Regions from separate parts of the Sus scrofa genome. Here region 2 is linked to region 1. Evidence: chromatin contacts called from public promoter capture Hi-C data. All regions are on one chromosome and are shown on one strand. Each heading gives the region's core, a stretch centred on a gene start, on an enhancer-like site or on the middle of the called end of the contact. The rest is flanking DNA. Distances are from core to core; before and after follow the strand shown. Region 1 overlaps SEPT9 (septin-9). Region 2 overlaps SEPT9 (septin-9).

Region 1 (4,575 bases), core at 1,535-4,034:
CCCCCTCGACCCCAGGCACCCTGAGGCCCTCCCTCCGCTCCATCCAGGCTGGAGGAGCCCCCCTCCCTCGTTCCTGTCCCCACCCCCATGTCCCTCCAGCCACACCCTCACCCATGTCCTTCTGCTCCAGCCTCAGGCCCCTGGACATCGAGTTCATGAAGCGCCTGAGCAAAGTGGTCAACATCGTCCCGGTCATTGCCAAGGCCGACACGCTGACCCTGGAGGAGAGGGTCTACTTCAAACAGCGGGTAGGCCCCGCCTCCGCCCCCCCCCCCGCCCCCTGGGAGGGCTCATCAGACACAGCCGGCCTCTCCCTCCTCCCCTGCTGTCCCGCTTCAGGCTGCTGTCCGAGCAGGAGGGCTTGTCCCCGGCCCTTTCTTCCCAAAAGGCCACACGCCAGAGCCGCCTGGGGACCTTGAAAATCTGAGACCCCTGGGCCCCCCAGACTCTGCCTCCGGGGCCCCTCAGTCTAATTCCCAAAGCTCCACCCCCAGCCCCAGGGGCCAGGGAATCTCCCAGCATGCTTAGGGGAGGACGGTCCCCTGGTAATGGGTGTGTCTGGAAGGAGAAGGTCCCCAAGCTGCTTGCGGATGTGGTCTGTGCTCAGGGCAGAAATGACTGCCATTCACAGGGACTGAATGTCCCCTGTACAGGGCGGCTGTCGCTACAAAGGGCGATGACAGCTGAGCACAAGCAGGTGCACCTGTGCAGGATTGGGAGCTGCAGTGCGAGCGTGTCCAGGCCAGGGTGTCCAGGCAGAGCTCAGGTTGGGGCTGACTCGGCCAGCCCAAGCTGTTTTCTTGGGGGTCGATGAGCTGGAGGGCAAGGCAGGGAGATGCCGGGGCAGTGCCCAGGTCCCTTGGGACCTGCGGCTGCCCCTCCACTCAGAAGGCAGAAAACTGGGGAGTGCCAGGGTCGCCGGCCCAGCTTGCCGTGTGGACGGTGCCCACATCTCTCCCCTGGGCCCCCAGATCACTGCAGACCTGCTGTCCAACGGCATCGACGTGTACCCCCAGAAGGAGTTTGATGAGGACTCAGAGGACCGGCTGGTGAACGAGAAATTCCGAGTGAGTGGACGGGCCAGGATGCTGTTCCCAGCGGCCCCTCGACTCCTGCTGGAGGATGTCGGGGGGGGTCTTCCTCCCCCAGCTTGGGGTCTGGGAAAACGGTCGGGATGGCCTGGAGCCATGAGAATGGGTTTCTGGGCTAAGAGGGCTGGGGCCGGAGTGTCCAGACCCTCTCGGGCCAAGGGTCTCAGGGCTGGGGACCCGGACTCGGGGCAGCTCCTCCCGGGGGCCCAGGGAGTGGACTGGCCTTTGCACGCACGTGTGACCACCGCCCCCCCCCAGGAGATGATTCCGTTCGCCGTGGTGGGCAGCGATCACGAGTACCAAGTGAACGGGAAGAGGATCCTTGGAAGGAAAACCAAATGGGGCACCATCGAAGGTGAACCGCCGAGCCGGCGCTGGGGCCGCAGCCACCGTGGGGGGTGTCCCCTGGTTCCCACTCGATGGGAGGGAAACAAGGGGGCAGTTGGCTGGTCCGGGACCACAGCCAGTAGCTGACGGAGCTGTGTCTCCACCCCATCCCCTGGGGGCGGGAGAGGGGAGGAGGGACACTCGAGTTCCAGGTTCTGGCACTGGCGTTTCCTAGGCATGCTGTGTGACCTTGGGCAAGTCATGCCACCTCTCTGGGCCTAGGAAAGGGCTAGGCTATAGCTCTGGCCAGCTGAGACCAGATGCCCTCCCCCCATCCTCTGGAAGTTCCTGGGACACCCCCCTCCATATGTTAGCGTCCAGGGGCTGCTGTCACCCACATAGACGCTTAAAACACAAGTTCATTGATCCCGAGTCCTAGAGGCCCTGAGGCAGACTCTGTTGCTGCCCGCACTCCTGGCATCCTCGGCTCCAGTCTCTGCTCTGCTCTGCTCTGTCTTCACACGGCCTCCCCTGTGCGTCTGCGTTTCCCTCTTGCCCCCCCGGAGGGGCCCACCCTAAATCCAGGAGGATCCCGTCTTGAGAGCCTCACCTTAACTATACCTTCAGAGGCTTTTTCCAAATAAGGTCCCAGTCCCAAGTACGCAGGGTTTGGAGTTGGACATAGTTTGGGGACACAGTCCAGCACGCCGCAGGTGGCCGTCCCCGTGAGTGGGGTGGACCGGGCATGTCCTTGCCCCGTCTGTTTGCCCTCCCTCTTTGGAGCAGATTACATCGGGCCACTCTGCTCCTTGTGCGCTTGGCCAAGGCCCAGCACAGAGAAGGGAGCAGAAAATCCAGCAGTTGCTTCCAACTCCGGCTGCCGCCCCATCCCTCACCTGCCTAGCTTGTGACCTTGGGCATCTCCCTGTGACCTTGGGCATCTCCCTGTGACCTTGGACACACCCCTTCCTCCCCCAGGGCCTCCATTTGCACCATTCATAAGGTGGGTACCCTGAGCCGAGGTCTTAGAAGAAGGAGAGGCTGTCTCAAAGACGTGGGCGCTTCCCGGGCAGCAGTTCCTTTAAGGAACCGATGTGATGGAAACTCCCTGGCGTGGCGCCCCCCGGGGCCGGCTCATTTTACCTGGGTTATTTCTCCAATGCCCTCACCTCCCTGTCCCACCTGGCCTCAATCAGGCTTCACCCAGGGCTCATCGCATCTTGGCCCCGCCTCTCCCATTTCCTCTCGTCCTGAAATCTTTGTTTAGGAACTTTATTTTCCCACTAAGGTATGTTTTGGAAGATGGAGAAGTTTGGGGTAAGAAAGGGCCAAAGGGCGGGGCGCTGGCGCGCCTCTGCTGCCCCCTGGTGGCCAACGCCGGCCGTGCAGGCAGCCGGTGAAGGAAACGGTGGGGAAATGCGAGCGGCTGGTTTCTTTCTTCTCTGCCTTTCCTCAGAGGGCCCCCCACCAATCCTCTGTGGCAAGTGACCTGTGCCTTGTTGCCGTGCCACCAGCTCACGTTGAGGGGTGTGATGAGCAACAGCCCCATGGAACCTGTAAGGGTGGTGGCAGGGTAGTGGATCTCTTAGCCCAGCCGCCTTCGTGAGGCCCTGGAGGGGATTTCTGCCCTGTTCTAGAACAGTCAGACTTCCCCGGGAATCTGGCAGCTTTTCTTAAATTAAATCTCTGTGACCTTGTGAACTGGGAACTGCCCAGAGATCCGGCCACTCTGCGAGCCTTTGGCTAGAGTTATTAAGGGCTTTCCCCTCCCCCTCCCCCACCCATCCAGGGTCCTGTCTCTTTGTTCTCCCCTCCTTGGGGTGCTCCACCACCCGGAAGCACTTGACACGTCCTTGGAAGCTGCCTGAAGTGTTTTAAGAGGGCTCACAGTTAACTCATCTAATCCTCTCGTGTCCCTGAGAGCTGGGTGACATTGTCACCTTACAGATGAGGAGCCCGAGGGTCAGAGAGGCCGGAGTAAGTTGCCTACAAGCCAGGAGGCGCCATCGCTTGCTCACTCAGCATCAGAGCTCTGTTTCTTCCTGCTGGCTCTCTCTGCTTCTCCAAGTCAGAGTAAGATGCTGCGTGAGGAGTTCCTGTTGTGGCTCGGGGGTAATGAACCCGACTAGTATCCCTGAGGAGGCGGGTTCAATCCCTGGCCTCGCTCAGTGGGTTAAGGATCTGGCATTGCCTCGAGCTGACATAGGTCACAAATGCGGCTCAGATCTGGCGTTGCTATGGCTGTGGTGTAGGCCGGCAGCTGCAGTTCCAATTCAACCCCTAGCCTGGGAACTTCCATATGCTGCGGGTGTGGCCCTAAAAAGAAAAAAGGGGGTGGGGGCTGCATGAGAGTCGGTCAGCAGAGAGTTCTCGTGTGGGCACAGCCTTGCAGGGGTGGAAGGGCAGAGCCCGGGCACAGGCGAGTGGAGTCAGAGCAGGAGCATCGCAGGGCTTGGCGAGGCGGAGGGCTTGGCCTTTTTACAGCCCCGGCCCTGCCTGCCCCGTGGCTTGTGATGGGGCAGCCTGGACCTGGGAGCTAGATGTGGGATCCAGCCCTGCTCTGGCCTCCTGGGCTTTGGAACCTGGACAGACACGGTTAAGACGCCACTGGCCCTGAAGGGTGTGTGAAGGGTGAATCAAGTCCCACAGGCCGGATGCCTAGCACAGACTGGCACCTGGGCCTCTTCTTTCACCTTCTCTGTTCGCCTCCTGTTGAAAAGGTGCGCCAGTACCTGAGAGCCACACAAGGCAGAGTGCCCCACCTGGTATGGAGCGTGGCAATACTGAGATGCCACCAGCTTTGGCCCATGGCATTGCCTGCATGCTCTGGGGTGCCCTCTTCCTGTACCCCAGAACCAACTGCTGTCCTGCAGCCTGTGCCTGTTCCCCCTGGGCAGCGTAGGGAGGTTTGCTGGTTCTTGAGCTCAGTATCCAAGGTCACCCCAGGATGTGGTGTCTGTACACAGGTATCCAGCCCTGATTCCCACCTTGTCCTATTCTCGACTCCTCTCCTGTCTCCAGGTCTCCCCTAAAACATCCTGCTCTTCCCAGGAGACCCCCCCCATCCCTTGGGGCCGTGAGCTTGCTCACTGTAGCGCTCTCCCCTCGGCTGTCTTGGCCACTTACCGCGCCCTCTCCCCGCTAGAGCAGACCCTCC
Region 2 (4,575 bases), core at 1,023-3,522, 34 kb before region 1:
GGGGGCCCAGATGCCTCCTTAGTGTGGGTGGGGGGAGAGTCCCTGACCCTGTTCTAGATGTTCTGCTCTCCTCCCAGGCCCACCCAGGCGGTGGGCTCTGGGGAGACCCTCAATAAAAAGGCCAAGCCTTGGAGTTCCCACTGCGTCTCAGTGGTAATGAACCCGACTGGTATCTATGAGGACGAGGGTTCGATCCCTGGCCTCACTCAGTGGCTTAAGGATCCAGTGTTGCTGTGAGCTGTGGATCTGGCATTGCTATGGCTGTGGAGCAGCTACAGCTCCCAGTGTACCCCTAGCGGGGGAACTTCCATATGCTGCAGGCGTGGCCCTAAAAAGCAAACCAAAAAAAAAGAAGAAGAAAAAAACAAAAATGGCCCAGAGCTCTGCTGTGGGCATGGTTGACCCTCTTACCCCCCACCCCCACCCCGTGTGTCTCTGGGGCACACCCAGCTCTCAGATGTTACCCGAGAGCTCGCCAGATCTCAGGGGCGTGTGTGTGCCCGTCCTTCCTAACCCGTAGTTCTACGCCCAGGCCCCCACTGGAGGCCCCTGAGAAATGTTTAAACATCACCACCTCCTAGATTAGTTCCGTCGGAATCGCTAGGGTGGGGCCCGGGCACCCGAATTTCCTAGAAGCGCCCCTTAGAATGGTAATGGGCCACCAGAATTGAGAACCTCTTTGCAGGAGCCAAGCCAACACCCCCTCTTCTGCGGACCCCCTCCTCGCTCACAGCCCCCCACACTCCGAGTCAGAGCCTTAGTCCTCCCTCAGAGTACCAAAGCTTTTATTGTTTGACCCAAAATTTACCGTCTTAGCTGCTAAGCTTCTGTTTGGGGCATTATTTCAGCAAAGGATGAGGTCGGGAGCTTGGCACCTAATGCCGACCTGGAGCGCCCCCACCTGGCGGCCCTCGCGCCTGACACCCGGAGAGACCTCCCCTGGGCGACACTGCTCATGGGGCCAGACACACGTCAAGGGTCTGGTTGTGTTGTTGCTGGTGCTGAGGATTCTGGGAGGAGGATGGGGGTCAGTGGGCTTGGAAGCGTGCCCAGGGCTACCGCTCAGCTACATAGTGTCCCACGTGCAGAATAACACGAGTTGGCTGCAGATGAGTTAAGATGTCATCAAATACTTTCTGACACATTGTTGATTTAATGAGAGCTTCGCCAGAGGAAAAAGAAATGTGTATTGAAGGTGCCTGCAAGGGGAAGATGCCACCTGACAGTGGGGGCGGGGGGAGTTCTTCTTAGAAAGGAGGAAATGGGGCTTTCCTGCCACCGAGTCCCACAAATATTTATCAGGGCTGCTTCCTAGGCGACCGGGAGGGGGTGAGTAAGTCAGCCAGGCAAGTGCACCAGGTCAGGGTATGAGGCGGGAAGCACAAAATGGGGGTAGTGGTCACATCTGATGGAGGGACATCTGGAGGGCCTCCTGGAGGAAGTGACTTTTTTTTTTTTTTTTTTTTTTTTTTTGCTTTTTAGGGCCACACCTGCAGCATATGGACGTTCCTAGGCTAGGGGTTGAATCGAAGCTGTAACTGCCAGCCTATACCACAACCGCAGTGGCGCAGGATCTGAGCCGCGTCTGCGAGCAAGTTCAGGGATTGCACCTGCATCCATCCTCACGGATACTAGTTGGGTTCGCTACCGCTGAACCACGACGGGAACGCCGCGGCAGTGACTTTTTAACAGGGAGGTTTAGATGGGGTTTGGGAGACTGCGGGGCCTGGATGAAGACCTAGGGTCCTAAGAACACTGAACGCGGTAGAGATGTGCTGGCAGGGAGGCGGTCAGGACCAGAGGCGGCCCTGGGGTCACGGCTAAAGCTGGTTGCCGGGGTGAGGCCAGCCGCTCCATTCCCTGCAGAGACTGAGACGGGGCCTCCGTGTGCTCGGAACCCCTGCCCTGGGGGACGAGGAGACAGAGTGGCTGGGGACGTGCCCTCCTGGGAGGGGTGGTTAACGCAGGTCTCAGGCTGCCCCCGAGGTCACTCCGGCGGGGGGACTGGAGGTTGACCAGGAGAACCTTTCCAGGAGGTCGGTTTTAGCAGTGAAATGGTCCGAAGCCAGACGGCAAAGGTGAAGAAGTGAGTGGGTGCTGGGGAGAGAGAAGCCACAGTGTAGACCAACTGTGAGGAGGTCAGGTTGAATGTTCAGAGAGGAAGTGAGTCTGGGCCAGAGGAAGGGGAGGCAGCCTCGGTTTTGAGCTGAGGGCAGCCGACCGTTCTCTCTGGTTGAGTTGAAAAGAAACCGGAAGAAAGCAAGCTCTCAACCCAGTGTGACAGCAACGAGCACGGCTCTGCTGCTGCAGTCGCTGTGGGGGCAGGGCCCCTCTGTCCCCCTGCATGTTGGGTCTTCACGCGGGGCTTTGGGGGCCCCCCAGGGACAGTGGGGGCTTATGAGAGCGCCAGCACCTTTCTGAGGCCCGCCTGCCTCTCGCGCAGAGGCTCCCTGGGGGCGTGTGGCTGCCTGTGCTCCCTGCCCAGGTCAGCCCCCAGACCCACACTGCAGCGGCCTGGCCCTTCCCCCGGCCTCCTGTGCGGGAGCCCAGCGACCTGCCCACAGAGGAGAGGGAAGGACGTTTTTCTTGGCACTTGGCGAGGAACATCTGCTGCGTCCCGTGGGGCTTTGCTGGCGGGGTGGGTGGGAAGGGAGCTGGCAGGAGGGCTGAGCTTTGCGCTCACAACCAGGCTTGGCAGGAGAAACGTCCGGGACCTGTGACCTGGGGTGGGGGCAGTGCGTGTGCGTGTGCATGAGAGAGAGAGGGAGGCAGGATGCTATGTAGCCACTTCCTCTCTTCTGAGGATGCTGCTGATGCTAGCGCCACTGCCTCGGGCGTCACACATGGCCCTGCAGGACGGGGCTGGCCACTCCCTTGGAGGCTGCTGGGCTCTGCACCCAGTTAGTCCAGCTGGAGGAGGGAGCCCGATGCCCCTCTGTGCCTCCCGGAGTAGGATCTTGCTTCAGGACAGCTGACCAGGGCCGCTGCCCCCCCCCCCCCCAACACTGCGACCATTTCTGCTGGGGGCTCTTGAGGGAGGGGTGGGCTCCGCTCGGGCGCGGTTGGAAACGACTCCCAGCGCCCTTGTCAGGACACGATGGGACTCCCTCCTCTCCGCTGCATGTCAGCTGGTGCCCAGCCGGGGGGCTCCCTCTGCTTGCCAGGGTGAGTCTAGCCCCTCCCCAAATCTGACGTAGGCCCCTTCGGGTCTGGGAAGGATGCTGCTCACAGATGCACGGCCTGGAGCCAGTTCCCTTCCAGCCCTTCATCTGTGCAAGAAGCCCCCAAGTGGAGTTCCCATCGTGGCTCAGTGGTTAATGAGCCCGACTAGTATCCATGAGGATGCAGGTGCAAACCCTGGCCTCACTCAGCGGGCTAAGAATCCGGCATTGCCATGAGCTGTGGTTTAGGCAGCAGGCACGGTTCGGATCCTGTGTTGCTCTGACTGTGCCACAGACCGGCAGCTACAGCTCCGATTTGACCGCTAGCCTGGGAACCTCCATATGTCCCGAGTGTAGCCCTAAAAAGATGAAGGAAGGAAGGAAGGAAGGAAGGAAGGAAAGAAAAGCGAGCAAGCCCCGAACTTACACAGGTCACGTTCCAGACTGTGAGGCTGTGTGATTTTCCATGGCTGCTGTAGCAAATTAGCACACACTCAGTGGCTTAAAGCCACAGGGATGTATTCTCTGACAGTTCGGGGGTCAGCAGGCTGAAATCGGGGTCGCTGGGCTAGGTCAAGGTGTCGACAGGGCTGGCTCCGTCTAGAGGCTCCAGGGGGGGAAATCTGTCCTCGCTTCCTCCAGCCTCTGGTGGCTGCTGCTGTCCCTTGGCTTGTGGCCGCCTCACTCCACCACCCTGCCTCCGTCATCCTGCAGTCCCTCTCTCTGGGTTCTTCAAGCTTCCCTCTGCATCCCTCCCCCAAGGACCCTGTGGTTACATTTGGGGTCCCCCCAGATCACAGGGTGCCCTCTGCATCTCAGTCCTTCATCACCGCCCTGCCCTCAAGGTGCCACTCACAGGCTCCAGGAGGAGGGGGCGTGATCCCGTCTCCCACCCGGCTCGCTGTTTGTCCCGGGGCCCTTCTGGTTTTAAGGCGGACAACAGGAAAACAAATGGGCTCCAGGGAAAAAAGGGACCCGTTAAATTCTCTCTTCTTTAATCTACCGCAAACACATGCACATGGTTGCACAACCATCACCGCTGTGTTCACTTCCAGAACGTTTTCATCACATGGAAAGGAAACCCCACGTCCGTGAAGCAGTCGCGCGGCATCCCCCCGCCTTGGCAACCACCGCTTTCTGTCTCTATAGACTGTCTTTTAATCAGTGCCGTGTGGCTTTGAAGTCGATAAACAGAGGCGCGCGGGGCACGTGGCGGACGCCTAGGAGGCCCGCGCCTGGGTGCTCCGCTCAGGGGGCAGGAGTTGCAGTCGCCTGGGTGTCAGAAAGGGTTCCTGGCTCCGTGCTGCTGGGGAAGTTCCTGGAGCCACTGTCTTCGAGTCAAGGGTTCATCCTGGCCCTGAATACCTGAGCCCCAGAGAGAACCCCAGAAAGGGCTGGGTTGGCAGTCGCCGAA

Evidence for each region. Promoter capture Hi-C pulls out the DNA fragments that hold promoters and counts their contacts.
Region 2: a promoter capture Hi-C map of liver shows a contact between it and region 1, with 2.8 times the contacts expected there. The contact joins two enhancer-like sites. A contact is called at or near these places in 1 of 5 promoter capture datasets (liver), 11 of 47 Hi-C or Micro-C datasets (alveolar macrophages, blood, embryonic fibroblasts and 6 more) and 1 of 2 datasets of contacts at active chromatin or transcription factors (skeletal muscle).

What each region holds. Positions count from the first base shown.
Region 1 is chr12:4,257,475-4,262,049 of Sscrofa11.1, reverse strand. SEPT9 (septin-9) reads left to right here. Exons shown (of 12, transcript XM_005653856.3): 8 at 131-248; 9 at 972-1,067; 10 at 1,350-1,446. Among named protein-coding and RNA genes, the nearest start is that of SEPT9, 88 kb to the left of the region's middle. Within about 2 kb of position 2,784, at least 13 of the 83 cell types and tissues checked have an H3K27ac peak or open chromatin away from gene starts, as enhancers often do. A contact at or near this core is called in liver, where this site is marked.
Region 2 is chr12:4,290,933-4,295,507 of Sscrofa11.1, reverse strand. All of the region lies in intron 3 of SEPT9 (septin-9), which reads left to right. It overlaps LOC106504796 (basic proline-rich protein-like), which reads left to right. Exons shown (of 2, transcript XR_002336965.1): 2 at 1-1,448. It overlaps LOC110255962 (a long non-coding RNA gene), which reads right to left. Exons shown (of 2, transcript XR_002336966.1): 2 at 4,136-4,575. Among named protein-coding and RNA genes, the nearest start is that of SEPT9, 54 kb to the left of the region's middle. Within about 2 kb of position 2,272, at least 33 of the 83 cell types and tissues checked have an H3K27ac peak or open chromatin away from gene starts, as enhancers often do. A contact at or near this core is called in liver, where this site is marked.